2 separate regions of the Sus scrofa genome follow, and region 1 is linked to region 2. A link is a contact called in public HiChIP or PLAC-seq data. All regions are on one chromosome and are shown on one strand. The core of a region is the stretch at or near the end of the contact, and the rest is flanking DNA. Distances in the headings are between cores, read along the strand shown. Region 1 holds the start of CAPZB (capping actin protein of muscle Z-line beta subunit). Region 2 overlaps CAPZB (capping actin protein of muscle Z-line beta subunit).

Region 1 (6,238 bases), core at 1,549-4,048, 65 kb after region 2:
CTCAGTGCCAGGTAGTGTTCTGGGCCCGAGGGACACAGACATGGAAAAGACAAGGCAAAAATCCCTGTCCTCAAAGAGCTCACGTTAAATAAGCCTGCATCACCATCCTACTGTTTCCCTATGAAATGACATCTCTATGTAAAGGACCCAGTATACAACCAAAAGTCAGTAAGTGCTGCTCTCTTGCCATCTCTGAGCACCTATCATCATGTTTTCTACAGTGTCCTTCACATCCTCAACACAAAAGCAGCCTGGGACAATGGAAGGGACACAGCTTAGAGCCCGCCAGATGTGCTTCCATCAATGGAGCACATCTTGAGTATGGTACCCCATACCCGGAGCCTCAGCTTCTTCACCTGTAAAATGGGGACAGCAACTATCTCAAGTTTTAGTGGGCATAGGCCTCGTGGCGCAGTGTTAACGATCCGATAGAACATGCGTGCGGTTCGATCCTGCCTGTCAGTTAACATCGGCGTGCCGGAGCTGTGGTAGGGCAGACGGCCGACCGAGTGCTGTGGCTCTGGCTAGCTGCAGCTACACTCCATAGACACAAACTCAAGCCAGAAAAAAAAAAAAAAAAAAAAAAAAAAAAAAACAACACATCAAGAAATGTTTGCCTTTTTCCTCCACCCTTTCCATAGTACTTTCAGACTGTCCAAATCAGACCAAAATACAGGACTCTTGAGAAGCCTCATGTATCATATCCCTCCTGGGCATAAACAGGCATTTTCTCATCCCATTTGGAGACTCAAGCACTCAGAGACGTGGCAAGAGGCTCCTCCCCCACCACCAGCCCTCCTATGATGCCAGAAATGCCGCCTCCAGCAGCCCCACCTGGCCACCCAACCATCCTCTCCTGCTTTTGCCCCGACAGCAAATCTATACTCTGCTTTTCAAGTCCTCACCCAAAACTGTCCTGGAGAAGTCCTTCCCCATCCAGGCCTGGGGCTGGGCCACTTCTCATGTGGCCAATTCTCTGCTGATGCTATCAGAGAAGCCCAATTACAGCGGGCACGTTTTAAATCAACGTACAGGAAAGCATTAAGAAAAAACTCAGGCACTCTGAATTAGTCACCCTAGTTCAGCAGCAACAGCCCTTCCTTAAACAAGGAACTGAGAGCCTCAAAACCCTTTGGGGCCCAAAGTCCACATGTAAACATCTGCCTGCACCCGGCAGGAGCAGGTGGCTGGCCTGAGTCTCAGTCCACTCTCCAAAGGCTCCTTGGCCACGTGAGGGAGAAGCCCTCTGGCCCTTCCAACCTGGGCGCTGGGCCTGCCCTGCAGAAGGTTCCAAAGCGAAGGGAGGGTAGAGGGCTCACGTGTCAGGGTCTAGGTGAAACCTCTGGCCAGTCGGAGCGCCCCCAGAGCACCTGCCCTCATTACCAAAACAAACAGCACAGGCCGAGCGAACTCTCTCCCTCGGAGTCTGGCTCACCTGATCCGTGGCACCTCCATAATCAGCAGTTCCAACCCTCACGAGCTGACAGTTGAGGGGGAAAGGGAGGCTGCGCCTGCTAGGGTGCATCGTGTCCGGGCCGTCTGGTGGCCTCAGAGCCCGGGGGCCCCCAAGGGCGGCAGCCTCACAAGGGCGATTGTGCGTTCATCCCTGTGCCGCCGGCTCCCCCACCCACATCCCTTCGCACCCGCTCACGCCCCATCGCCCTGGACCCTGGTCGTCCGGCCGGACGCTCCGCCAGTACCGCACCCCGCGGCACCGAGGCGGCGGCCAGGGGAAGGGCCCGAAGAGCGCCCCGCTGCCTTCCGGGCACACGGATGCCCGCCCTGCCCTCGCTCGCTCCCAGGAGGCCTCCCAGAAAAGGGGCACCCCTCCAACCTGATACGGCACAGCCCCGGGACCCCCATCCCCACCCGAGCTGGAGAGCCGCTCTCGCTTCCCAGTGGTAGCAAAGAAGGTTCGCCCCAGGTAGAGGCGAGGGGACCACCTGGGTAGGGAGCAGGGCCCAGGAGGGAGGGTAAAGCCCAGGAGAGAGCGGGGCTGACGCAAGCTACGCCAAGAGTGGTGAGAAGTCCGGAGAAGAGAATCGGGGCGGGGGACGGGGGACGGTGTGACGTCCAGGCCGGGGCCAGGGGTGGAAAAGAGGGGTCCAGACTTAAACCACGGCGGGAAGAGAAGATTTAGGCTGAAGTCATGCAGGAGAGAGGAACCAATGTGGGCTGAGGCCACTGGAGGACGGGTTAACGGGGGTCTGGACTGAGGTCACCGAGAAGAGGGGAGGTAGGGGACAGAGGCCTAGCCAGGGCTATGGGAGGAAATAAAGACGGCCTAGCTTGGGCCGTAGGGACGGGGGATGGGGACCTGGCCTGGGCCAAGAGGAGAAAGAAGGACCACGCCTGGGTCCTTGTAGGGGGTGCCTGGCCTGGACCACGGGTCCAGGAGGGTCTACCCTGGGCCATGGGGGAGATTAGCCTACACCCAGCGGTGGAGTATGAGACGCTAGCTTGAGCCAACAGCGGGGGCTAGGAGCAAGAGGCAGAGTCGCTGCACACCTAAGCCGCCCAGGCCGGTGGCCCCTTCTGGAGCGGATGAGGATGGTGTCTACCTGGGCTCCGGGACCTCGCCCCTCCCCCACCCGGTGAACCCACCCTTCCCGGGCCGGGGGTGGGCGGGAGGAGGGGGACGCGAGCTCCAGTGGGGCTCCCAGGCCTGGGGGAAGGGGAGCGTCGGGCCTTTACCATGGTGGCGGCGGCGGCGGCGGTCCCGTCCCGGCGTCTGTGGCTCTCCCCCCCGCAGCAGGGCCCGGCGCTTCCACTTCCCCGGGTGCCCAGGAGTGAACATCCGGGTCAGCGCCCCCCTCCCCCCGCGCCGGGCCGCCGCCACCTTCCTTCCCCGCCCCGGCCCAGCCTGGGCCCGCCCCCCACGCAGCCGGCTCTCGGCCAATGAGCGCGCAGGGCCGCGGCGATCGCCAAGTATGGAGCTCGGCGAGGGGGAGGAGCAGAGAACGGGGAAGTGAGGGGCGGGGCTTGCGAGCGGGGCGGGGCGCAGCGGTCGGCGGGACGGGTGGGCGGGTCCGGGGGTCCTGGGGAGGGTACTCACTGCAGCTCCGGCCCCGAGCGGCCTTCTGCGTGTAGCCAGATCCAACCCGGGTCCTGTGGGTGCAGCTGCGGGTGGTGGCAGAGGGACGGTGCCCGCAGGCCTCCGGGCGAGGATGCGGAAGGCACTGGGGCTGGGAGGGGTCAGTCCCTCCCCGCCCCACCCAGTGCACGCGCTTGCTCCTGCGGCGGACCCGGAACTGGTGCGGCCCGCGGAGCCAGCCCTTCCCTGAGAGAGCGTAGTGAGCGAACCTCAGATGGAATCCCAGCACTGCCGCTTGTTCCGTGTGGGACCTGGAGCAAGTCACTGCACTTGAGCCGGATCTCTAAAAAATCAGCCTCAGGTCACACCAGTCACTGAGCACCGGCCGTACGTATACAGGCCGGTATACCAGGTGACATGTAAAGATGCTCTCACAACTACCTGCTGCAGGAATGATATTAGGACGACACAGTAGAAATTAGAAAACCCGGCCCAATAAATGTTACATGTTGAGGGTATTTTTAGATGTGCTGCAGAGAACCCACCCATTTGCCCAGTAGGGCTACCTCATTCCACGGTGACTCAGAAATTCTTTTTTTTCTCTCTCTCTCCTTCTTCATTCAACAAATATTTATTAGGCCTGGTCTAGAAGGCAGGAGACCTGGGACGCTAGCCCTGCTAATAATAACTGCCTTCCCTAGCTTGCTCTCTCTTTTGTGAGATTTAAATCAGGCCCCTATGAGAGGACTAAGTGTAAAGTGTTGCACGAAGGACAGAAATGAGGACCACAAACCAGGCTGTGACCCAGACCCCCATCCTCAGGTAACTCATAGTGGAGGAACAGCTGCCACTGGCATAAAAGTAGTTCAGCTAAGTCCCACAAGAGTGATACAGACCTGTATTACAGGAATTCAGAGAAAGGGCGTGGCACTTTGGAATTTTCACTTGGTGTAAGTATTTATTGAGCATCTACCCTGTAAGGAGCACTGCTCTGGGCTCTAAGTTTAGAGCAATGAACAGGACAGTCCATGTTGTTGCAGAGCTTGGACCAGGGGAAGGGGAGACAATCAGCTACTAAATAGATACAGTGTCAGGTGGTGATTAGAGATGTGGAGGAAAATCAGAGGGAGGCAGGCAGATGAACAAAGTGGGGCCAGAGGAGGCCTGATTTAGAAAGTAACACTTGATCAGAGGGAGGCACAAGGAACAGCAAGGGAAAAGAGCTCATGGGGACAGGCCCTGGGGTGTTCATGGCCCAAGGAGGCTGAGGTGGCTAGCCCAGAGCCAAGGCAGCTGAGGTCAGAGAGGTGCAGCGCAGGGACCAGATCTGGCCTGGCCTTTGCAAGGATCCGGAGGCTGCTGTGTTCTGAATGGACTGTAGGGGGACTAGGGCTATTAGAAAGCCATTTCTGTATCGAAGGCATTTTTTATTTATTTAAAAACACTTCTGTGGAACTTCCTATGTGATGCTGTTAAGCACTTTGCAAATAATAACTCATTTAATCTTCATAACAAAGGCCTGAGGAGGTAAATGCAAGGGAGATGCAAATGCTTCGTGGGCATGAGAAGAGGAAAGGAGTCAGGATGATGCTAAGATTTTTAGCTTGATTAACACCAGAAGGATTTGCCATTTATTCATCTGTGGAAGGCTGTGGGAGGAACAGGGGTTTGGGGGGGGTTGGGGGGTGCTGTTAAGAGTCAGTTTGGGGCTAGTGATGTTTGAGATGCCTTTTGGAGGTTTAAATAGAGATGTCAAATAATCAGATAGGAAAGTTCGAAGTTGGTGATACGTTTTTGAGAACTGTTAGCTGATGATAGTTTGAGGTGCTTAAAAGCATCAGACACCTAGATGAGCTCACTTAGGAGGCTAGTGGAGAGAGAAGTGGTCAAGAAGAGAAAGAGGAACCAGCAAGGAGCCTGAGAAAGAGGGACCTGGGAGGCGGGAAGAAGACTACGAGAAGGTGGTGTCCCTCCTGGAAGCTAAGGAATAAAGGCATGAAGGAAAGTTTTGCGAAAGAAGCGACATTTGCAGTGTTTACTTGATGGAAATAAGATCAAAGGAAGCCATGCCATTCAAAACGCATTACCAGAGTTCCCATCATGGCTCAGCGGAAACGAATCCAACCAATATCCATGAGGACACAGGTTCGATCCTTGGCCCTGCTCAGTGGGTTAAGGATCCTGCGTTGCCGCAAGCTGTGGTGTAGGTCACAGAGGCAGCTCAGGTATGGCACCGCCAGCGGCTACAGCTCTGATTCCACCCCTAGCCTGGGAACCTCCATATGCCACAGGTGAAGCCCTAAAAAGCAGGAAAAAAAAAAAAAAGATTAGTATCCAAAATGCATTACCGGTATTATTTCATCCTCATTAAAGCGTTATGAGGACAGTGCTATCCCATTTTACAAGTGAGGGAACAGAGGCACAGAGAGGTTAAGTCACTTACCAGAAATCACATTGCTAATGATTGCAAAGCCAGACATTCTGGAACCAGAGCTTACACTCATACCCCAGGTCTGATCATGTTGCCCCCTGCTCAAAAATCTTTGACAGTTAAGTTACCTCATAAGAAGAGCGCTCAGGATCCAACCCAGAACTCAGGAACAGGCTACTTAATCTTTCCCATGGGGCCCCATTTCTGCTGCTTTGACTCATCTGCTGCGTTCTTTTTTTTCCATACATACCCCTGGCAAGCAGAAGTTCCCGGGCCAGGGATCGAACCTGTGCCACACCAGTGACAACATCGTATCCTTAACCCACTCCACCACCAGGGAACTCCTCGTCTACTACATTCTTGACTGTCTGGCATCCTTGGCTTGTTTATAGCCCTATGCCCTCAACATTTCAGCCTGCATGGGGTTCATCCTGGTGAGCTTTGTCCCTCCTTTATTCTCTGCATCAGCTTATTCTATGAACTGGAAGATTTCTTTTTTGTGTTCCACAGTTCAGATCCCAAGATAGAGCTACAACACTTAGCTCGTTTCATCTTTTAATGATTACTGTCCACTAGACATGTCACTGGCCAGCCCACACACTGGCTGCCCACAGGTCAGATCCCACCCTTTAATGAGTCACTGTTGCTGTGAGCGTGCGGACAGGTGGCATTAAACATAGCTGCCTTTGGAGTTCCCGCCCTGGCCTATCAGAAACCCATCCGACTAGGAACCATGAGGTTGCAGGTTCAATCCTTGGCCTCACTCAGTGGGT
Region 2 (6,335 bases), core at 2,436-4,935:
TTTTTAACTGCAGGACTTCTCAGAGCCTTTAATACGACAGTCTTAAAGGATGGGGAAGCTCCCAGAAGATATAATTACGGTGCTCTATGTGCCCCCAACTGCTTGCCATCTTTATTTCCCTAGAGACGCAAAAGGTGAGCTGACCGATTTCACGAAAGTCAGGAAAGTGTAGGCTGCATTGAGGAGGAAACCCAATCCCACTGAATGAGCCGAAACACGGGTCATGAGTGAAGGAGACCTCCCCAGCCATCCTCTCTTGTTTCATCCGCACTTCTCTGACCAACAAGGACAAAAGGTTTGTGTACTGGGCCAGGGCCCGAGGGCACCGCGTCCTCTGTGCACCTCACTCCGTTTCCACACGGTCTTCCTACTTTTCTTACTGGAGGAGCCCCTGGCGTCAGACTGCCTGGGTTCAAGGCTCGGCTCCTCCACTACCTCCTGGTGATCTTGGATGAGCTGCCGAAAGCCCTGTTCCTCTGCCTAGTGGGGACGATGACAGCCACAATCTCAGGTGTTGGCTGAAGATTTAAGATAGGTTCTTTGCCAGAAGCTGCAACATATTTTTTGGTTGGTTCTCTGCTGTTTAATTTTTTTTTTTTAAATTAAATTTGCATATATCAAAGCCATCACAGTGGCATTAGCTTCTTTGCCTCCCCCGCCTCTGGGTTTTTGATGTTTTCCCTCTGGGTCTTTCCTGTTGGTTTAATATAAGTTCCTTCGTCCACGAGGAGTATGACGAGTACGTGCTGTGCAACAGACATTTAGTCTGTTTTCCTTCAAAATTATTAGCTGCTTCAGCAATTTTACTGAGAATCCATTCTCTTCTCACAGTGAACTATGACTCTCGCCGGTAACACATGCTAAGCTCTCACAGCACGGGGCCTCGTTCCGAGCTGTCGGACTGGGTCCACTCTGCCCTGGCTTCAGAGCTCCGCAGGGTCTTCATGCACGGCCCTCCCGCCTCGTGGGAAGCCTATTCCCAGGGGGCAGTCGTTCTGCCAATACAGTTGGGATTGCACCCTCCCAGCCCCTGGTGCTGTCTGCATTCTAACCAGTTTGTGCTGGCGTGCATGTGTGCGGATTTTGGTACATTCGATTCAAAAGCAGTCAGTGTACTGACCATCCCTTTATTCCTGCAGGGCAAGAACTTGCTTTTCCTAAAAGTTTTAGATTTGCTTTATTAAATGAAAGAAGACATAGTGACATACTGCTTGTGCCTGGGCGGGATGCTTTGTTAAGGAAAGAGAGAGTGTGAGTGTGTGTGTGTGTGTGTGTGTGCTGGGGGTGGGGGGAAGTCAGCTGAAGAAGTCACCACCTCTGTACAGCTGCTCTGATTGAGCCCACTGGTCCCAACAGCCAGGGCGGGCAGAATCAGGCAGCAGTTTCTTTGCTCGTAAAACTTGGAAGGCGTGTCGTACCAGAAGAGGAAAAGAAAAAATTTAAAGGTCTTTTTTCTAAATTACTTACAAGTTCCATTGTAACTACCCTGCCCTCATCACAAATTTCCTTTATAGCTGCGACTCGGAAGATGGTATGGCCTTGGCAGACCACAGGAGAAAATGGCACACTGTCCTGTTTTCATTTGTAAAACCAGTGACTTGATGGACAATGTGCTGGAGTCAACAGCTGGGTCCAACTCTCCCCCCAGTCACGTATCAGGTAGGGGACTTGCAGGCTCTGGGCTATTCAGTTTCCTCTGTGAAGGGGGATCCTCCCACTCTCTTTTTACAGTGGCTGGGAAGATTAAAGAAGTAATGGATGAAATGTATGAATAATGAGGCTCATATATAATACTATTTGCTCCTGACGTTTGATGGATCTCCACTAAAGCTGTTTATTTTCCTGTGTCACTCACTGAGAAAAGTTTGATGAAGAATGAAAAGAGAGTCAAATTCTAAATCTGAGACCAAACAAAAAATAATTTCTATTGGAACTTTATGAAAAATAACAGAAGCTTACTACTGAATCGCTGCCACTAAAGGGGATGGGAGACAACTAACTTCAAATTACTTAGCTCTGGAGAATGTCAAGCCCACAGACAAAGTGGGTAATCCATGGCGACTGCTCGAGAATGGTCAGGAGCAGCGGACATATCATTACAGTTTCCTGGAGCAAAGTCTCCCTTGCTCTCCAAGGAGCACGCACACACCAAAGAAAGCAAATGACTGGGTACTTTTCTCCTCCATTCATTTGGTTTCAAGTTTTTATCGTCCGGATGGCACGTTCAGGAGGCACTTCATTTGGATCAATGAGGGGCTACTGCTCCGCATGTAACAGAATGCAGCAGAATTTCAAATAATTTCTGGCCACAGCCATGGGTGGGGGCTCCCCTGGAAGCCCCATTTCCTCTTTCTAAGCAATCATGTCATTTCTAATTTAGAAGAGCTGCCCAGCTGCCACCTTGACATAAATCACCATTAGGTGGCGGAGTCCTCGCTTCAACAACACGCTGGGGTCGCAAAAGGCCACCTCCCTCTGGAGAGGAGCCCTGGGTGGGGAACAGAGGGCCGCCAGCACCTCGAGTCCCGGGTCCACTGTCTCACTCCGCCTGGCTCTAGCCACTGCAGCTGCAGTCCATTCAAAGAGCAAAACGCCTGCATGAAAAGGCTCACCACAACTTTCCAAGGAATGGAGTTCATTAAAATCCTGCCGGAGGCCCTTGGCTGAAATGCTTTTTCCCCTTGTAAAACGGGAACTGCAGCACCGTCTCCTATAGGAAAGCTCGGGATAAGCTCAGAAACATCAGTACGACAGACCGTGCAGGGATCCCTGCATAATTACCGATTATTCCATCCATTCCTCTAGGCCGGCTCAAGACACCCTTCGGCCTAGGGCCCCAAAACCAACCCAAGAGTGGAGGCCGAGGGTCCCCACCTCTAACAGAAACCCACAGGGAACTGGCCCAGGTCCCAGCGAACCAATGGGGTCCAGCACAGGCACCCCCGCGCCAGGCGGGGCAACAGAGCCCCCTGCCCTCAGCTCCAGAGGGCTGTCAGCAGGGAAACTAGATGCTGTGAGGAGGCCCCATCCCAAACCCAGCTGAGCATCTCCAGACAAGGACCCAGAGCACCAGCGGGGCGGGGGGGGGGGGCTCCTTCCCGGGGCAGCAGCTTGACTTAAGGCTGAAGGTGCAGAAAGCATGGTTTTTATGTTAAAACATCTTGCATGTGGGCACGCTGTGAAGTGCAAGGCAACATTCTGCAAAGACAAAACATAAAATTTCCACTAGAGGCAGGCACTTTTCGCTTTGCTCTCAAAACTCCAAAGATACGTATTTGCTCTCCTCAGGAATACTTTGGGAAAAGAATCTGAGAAACACTAAGAGGCCGGGTGAAGGGCGGCCAGCAAGGAGGCAGGAGACAGCTAAACCGCCACTTCGACTCAAAAGTAAAGACAAATAACCAGGCCTGCTGTGATCTGGAAGAGAACAACAGTGTGCAGAGCTGGCACGGCCGAGCCTTCGTCTTCCTTGCCTGAGCTCCCCACTGAGCCCCAGCTCTGTGGAGTGAGGCCTCCGCTGTGCACCCCGGCATGGCCCCCAGGACGGTGTCTGGCACACAGCAAGGGTAAACACTCAGAGGAAGAGTAACTCAGGTTTGCCAGTCTCGACAGTTGTCCTCAGAGCTGATGATGGTCTAGACCAAAGGGCTGAGAGAATCCAGCCCGGTCACTCTGGACACGGACCAAGCTGCAGGGTCCCTGCATTTGCTTCCCGCAGGAGCCAAGGCTGCCTCCTCCCGGGCTGAGCGCTGGAGGTGCTCAGTAAATGCTGACGGAATCCACCAGCTTTTCACCTCCTCAGGCTAACGTCTCTTTAGAAAGAAGACACTGTAAAATTGTCTCTGAAATAAAGGAGGAAAACATGCTGGTCCGAGACGGTTTTAAATGGTGATGATAAAGGGAAAACAAGGCATGGTCCCTCCTGAACACAGACGAAGCAGATCGTTTCTGGCGATAAGGTCCCCAAGGACAGTGGCGACGTCTGGGTTCCAGGGCCAGCACACCTCATCCCCTGGGGACAGGCGTGAGTGTGATGCTTTACTCCACACAGCTATCCCCAGGGAAAGCACTGCCAGATTTCAGGGGTGCAACTATCGGAGACTGAAAACTCCCGATGCTTAGCAGAAATGACTGTCAAAACATTAGCCTTTATCTCAACCACGAAGGCGTGTGAGCTTGGCTCCACCAGCCACGTCACGGAGAGCAAGGCCTTGGCCTCGCAAGCCGGAGGTCTCCACGCGCTGGTTCAGGGCCCCAGCCAAGGAGCCTGTGCTCTCCAGCCTTCTCATCGGTCCGCGGCAACCTCCCTGCAGACCTCGCACTACCTACAGGTGGACAATTTCTGCCAGCTGTTCAAAGTATAGGTACTGCTGAGGCTGGCCCTTTCTATTTCTGGAGGGCAACGCTGGCTGCTAAAAAGAAATATGCTGAAATGAAAACCGATCAGGTTCTCAACTCCCTGGTCAGAGGGCCTCGGGATGGGTCTTCCACCGCTAACTCACAGGCCGGGTGCCACAGCCTGGTGTGCTCCCAGCTCTGAAGCCTCCCCCTCGCTTGAGTAAAGTTGGGGACACCCACCGAGTCTGACCTCAGGGTGACTCTAAGCAAAGGAAGGAGAAGAAATTTAAAGATGAAGTGATCGATGTTTGCAAGTGAAGTTTTTTCGGCCTGGTTAAACGGATTTAGGGCTATTTTTGGTTTGTTCTTAAAAAGGCAAAGGACGGATGGCCTGCTGGGTGCCAATCTGCAGAAACAAACTCCTTCCTCAGCTCAGGGCTCAAAATACACCTCAGCTGAGACGTTTCAGCTCTTGCTGCCAGTGTGTAGAGTAAAGCCATAGAAGGTCAATGTTTAGAAGCCAAGGGAGCATCTTAACATCACATGATTCTTGGCCCACATGGACCTGCAGGTATTTCTGAAACAGCTTAACAACGGATTTCAGCTGGCTTCACTCCAGTACAATGGGATTAATATGTAATAAAATGATGTCCTGGCCATCCGCAAAGGCAGATCATTCCCCGCCAATCAGAGCATGCGTCATAGTCGCAAGGCAGCAAGAGCTCTGATGGTGGGAAGAAAAAAGAAAACCAATGTGGCTTGATAAACTGGGCTGCCTCGGCCTCTACCTGCCAAGCATACACCACACTTTAGTTCTACGCTGTCATCGGACCGCTGGTGGATGGATAAACTCCCCCAAGCCTCTGGCTCCCACATCTATGCGAGGCCACTCCCTTCACAGGGAAGGACGGCAAATCCTAACATTCTCGTCAGTCTTAGAACTGGAGGCTTTTCTTGAAAATCACCACCTCCCGCCCAGCATGACCTAAGGCAGGTGAGTGCAGGGGGGATATGACTGCATGTGCTCGGGGCCAGCGCACTAGCTGCTTTGAAAACGGCTAAGGGACCCCTGATTACAAAAAGCAAAGGCCCGGATGCCCTGCTTCTCCACGAACCCATAACGTGGGGTGTCTTCTAAAATAACAGCTTTGGGGAAAAACTAAAAACTACAAATGAACTTCAGAGCCACAGCAGTACACTCGGCCTGGACCGAATCTTAGGAGAATAAAAGATTTCTGCAAATCCCGTTTAAATAAAAAACAAACAAAAAACAAAAACAGAACCAAACAAAAACCTGTCGTCCCCGGGGAAAACGAAGAAAAACAGCAGGACATGAAAGAAAAACATTCAAAGAAGTAATTTTCAGAACTACAAAACCAGCACAAATGCTCCGGGTAGATCACAGCGCACAGCTAGGGCCTGGAAGCAAGCGAGACCGGTCATCAGGGAGGGGCTTCTGAGGCCTGGCAATACAGTTCTAATGAGGCATGCCTTACCAGACCCTAATTCGTTGAAAAGTCATGCTCCATTTCCATCCTGACACTCACCATACTTCAAATTAGAAAATTAATGAGAATACCAATTCCCCAGGCCATTCTGGATGATGGGAATCTACCATAGCCCCTTGTTCAGCCTTTGGAGGTAGATGGGGCCCCAGGCTGCCCCCGCCCCCAACCAACCAGGCGAGGGGAAGTCGGTGCTTCTGCAGCCTCCCCAGGCGGCAGCAGACAAAGCAAACTGCACATCCCAAGTGGCCAGGCTCTAGGAAGGCGATGTCTTTCTCAAGTCTTTGGTTTTCTTTTTCTTTAATTATGTGAATGTTAAATTATTTCCCATAATATATCTGTGCTTTAATATTTTATATCAGGAATGAGTTAAATTACTTAACACTTTTCCCCTAAGCAGGTCAGACAGACACAGCAGCAAAATGTACCGTTTAATCTATGGTTCTGAGTAGAAGGGACCGGGACCCAAAGGTACCCAGCAGTTATCCCAGG

What was found. HiChIP or PLAC-seq counts read pairs in DNA pulled down with a chosen protein or histone mark.
Region 1: a contact with region 2 is called in an H3K27ac HiChIP or PLAC-seq map of skeletal muscle. The contact joins the promoter of CAPZB here to the enhancer-like site in region 2. A contact is called at or near these places in 1 of 5 promoter capture datasets (liver), 8 of 47 Hi-C or Micro-C datasets (blood, embryonic fibroblasts, liver and 4 more) and 2 of 2 datasets of contacts at active chromatin or transcription factors (alveolar macrophages and skeletal muscle).

Annotation. Positions count from the first base shown.
Region 1 is chr6:77,909,819-77,916,056 of Sscrofa11.1, forward strand. CAPZB (capping actin protein of muscle Z-line beta subunit) reads right to left here and starts at 2,799. Exons shown (of 9, transcript NM_001113444.1): 1 at 2,695-2,799. The coding sequence starts at 2,697.
Region 2 is chr6:77,843,831-77,850,165 of Sscrofa11.1, forward strand. The region is part of intron 2 of CAPZB (capping actin protein of muscle Z-line beta subunit); the gene reads right to left. Among named protein-coding and RNA genes, the nearest start is that of CAPZB, 66 kb to the right of the region's middle. Within about 2 kb of position 3,686, at least 7 of the 83 cell types and tissues checked have an H3K27ac peak or open chromatin away from gene starts, as enhancers often do. A contact at or near this core is called in skeletal muscle, where this site is marked.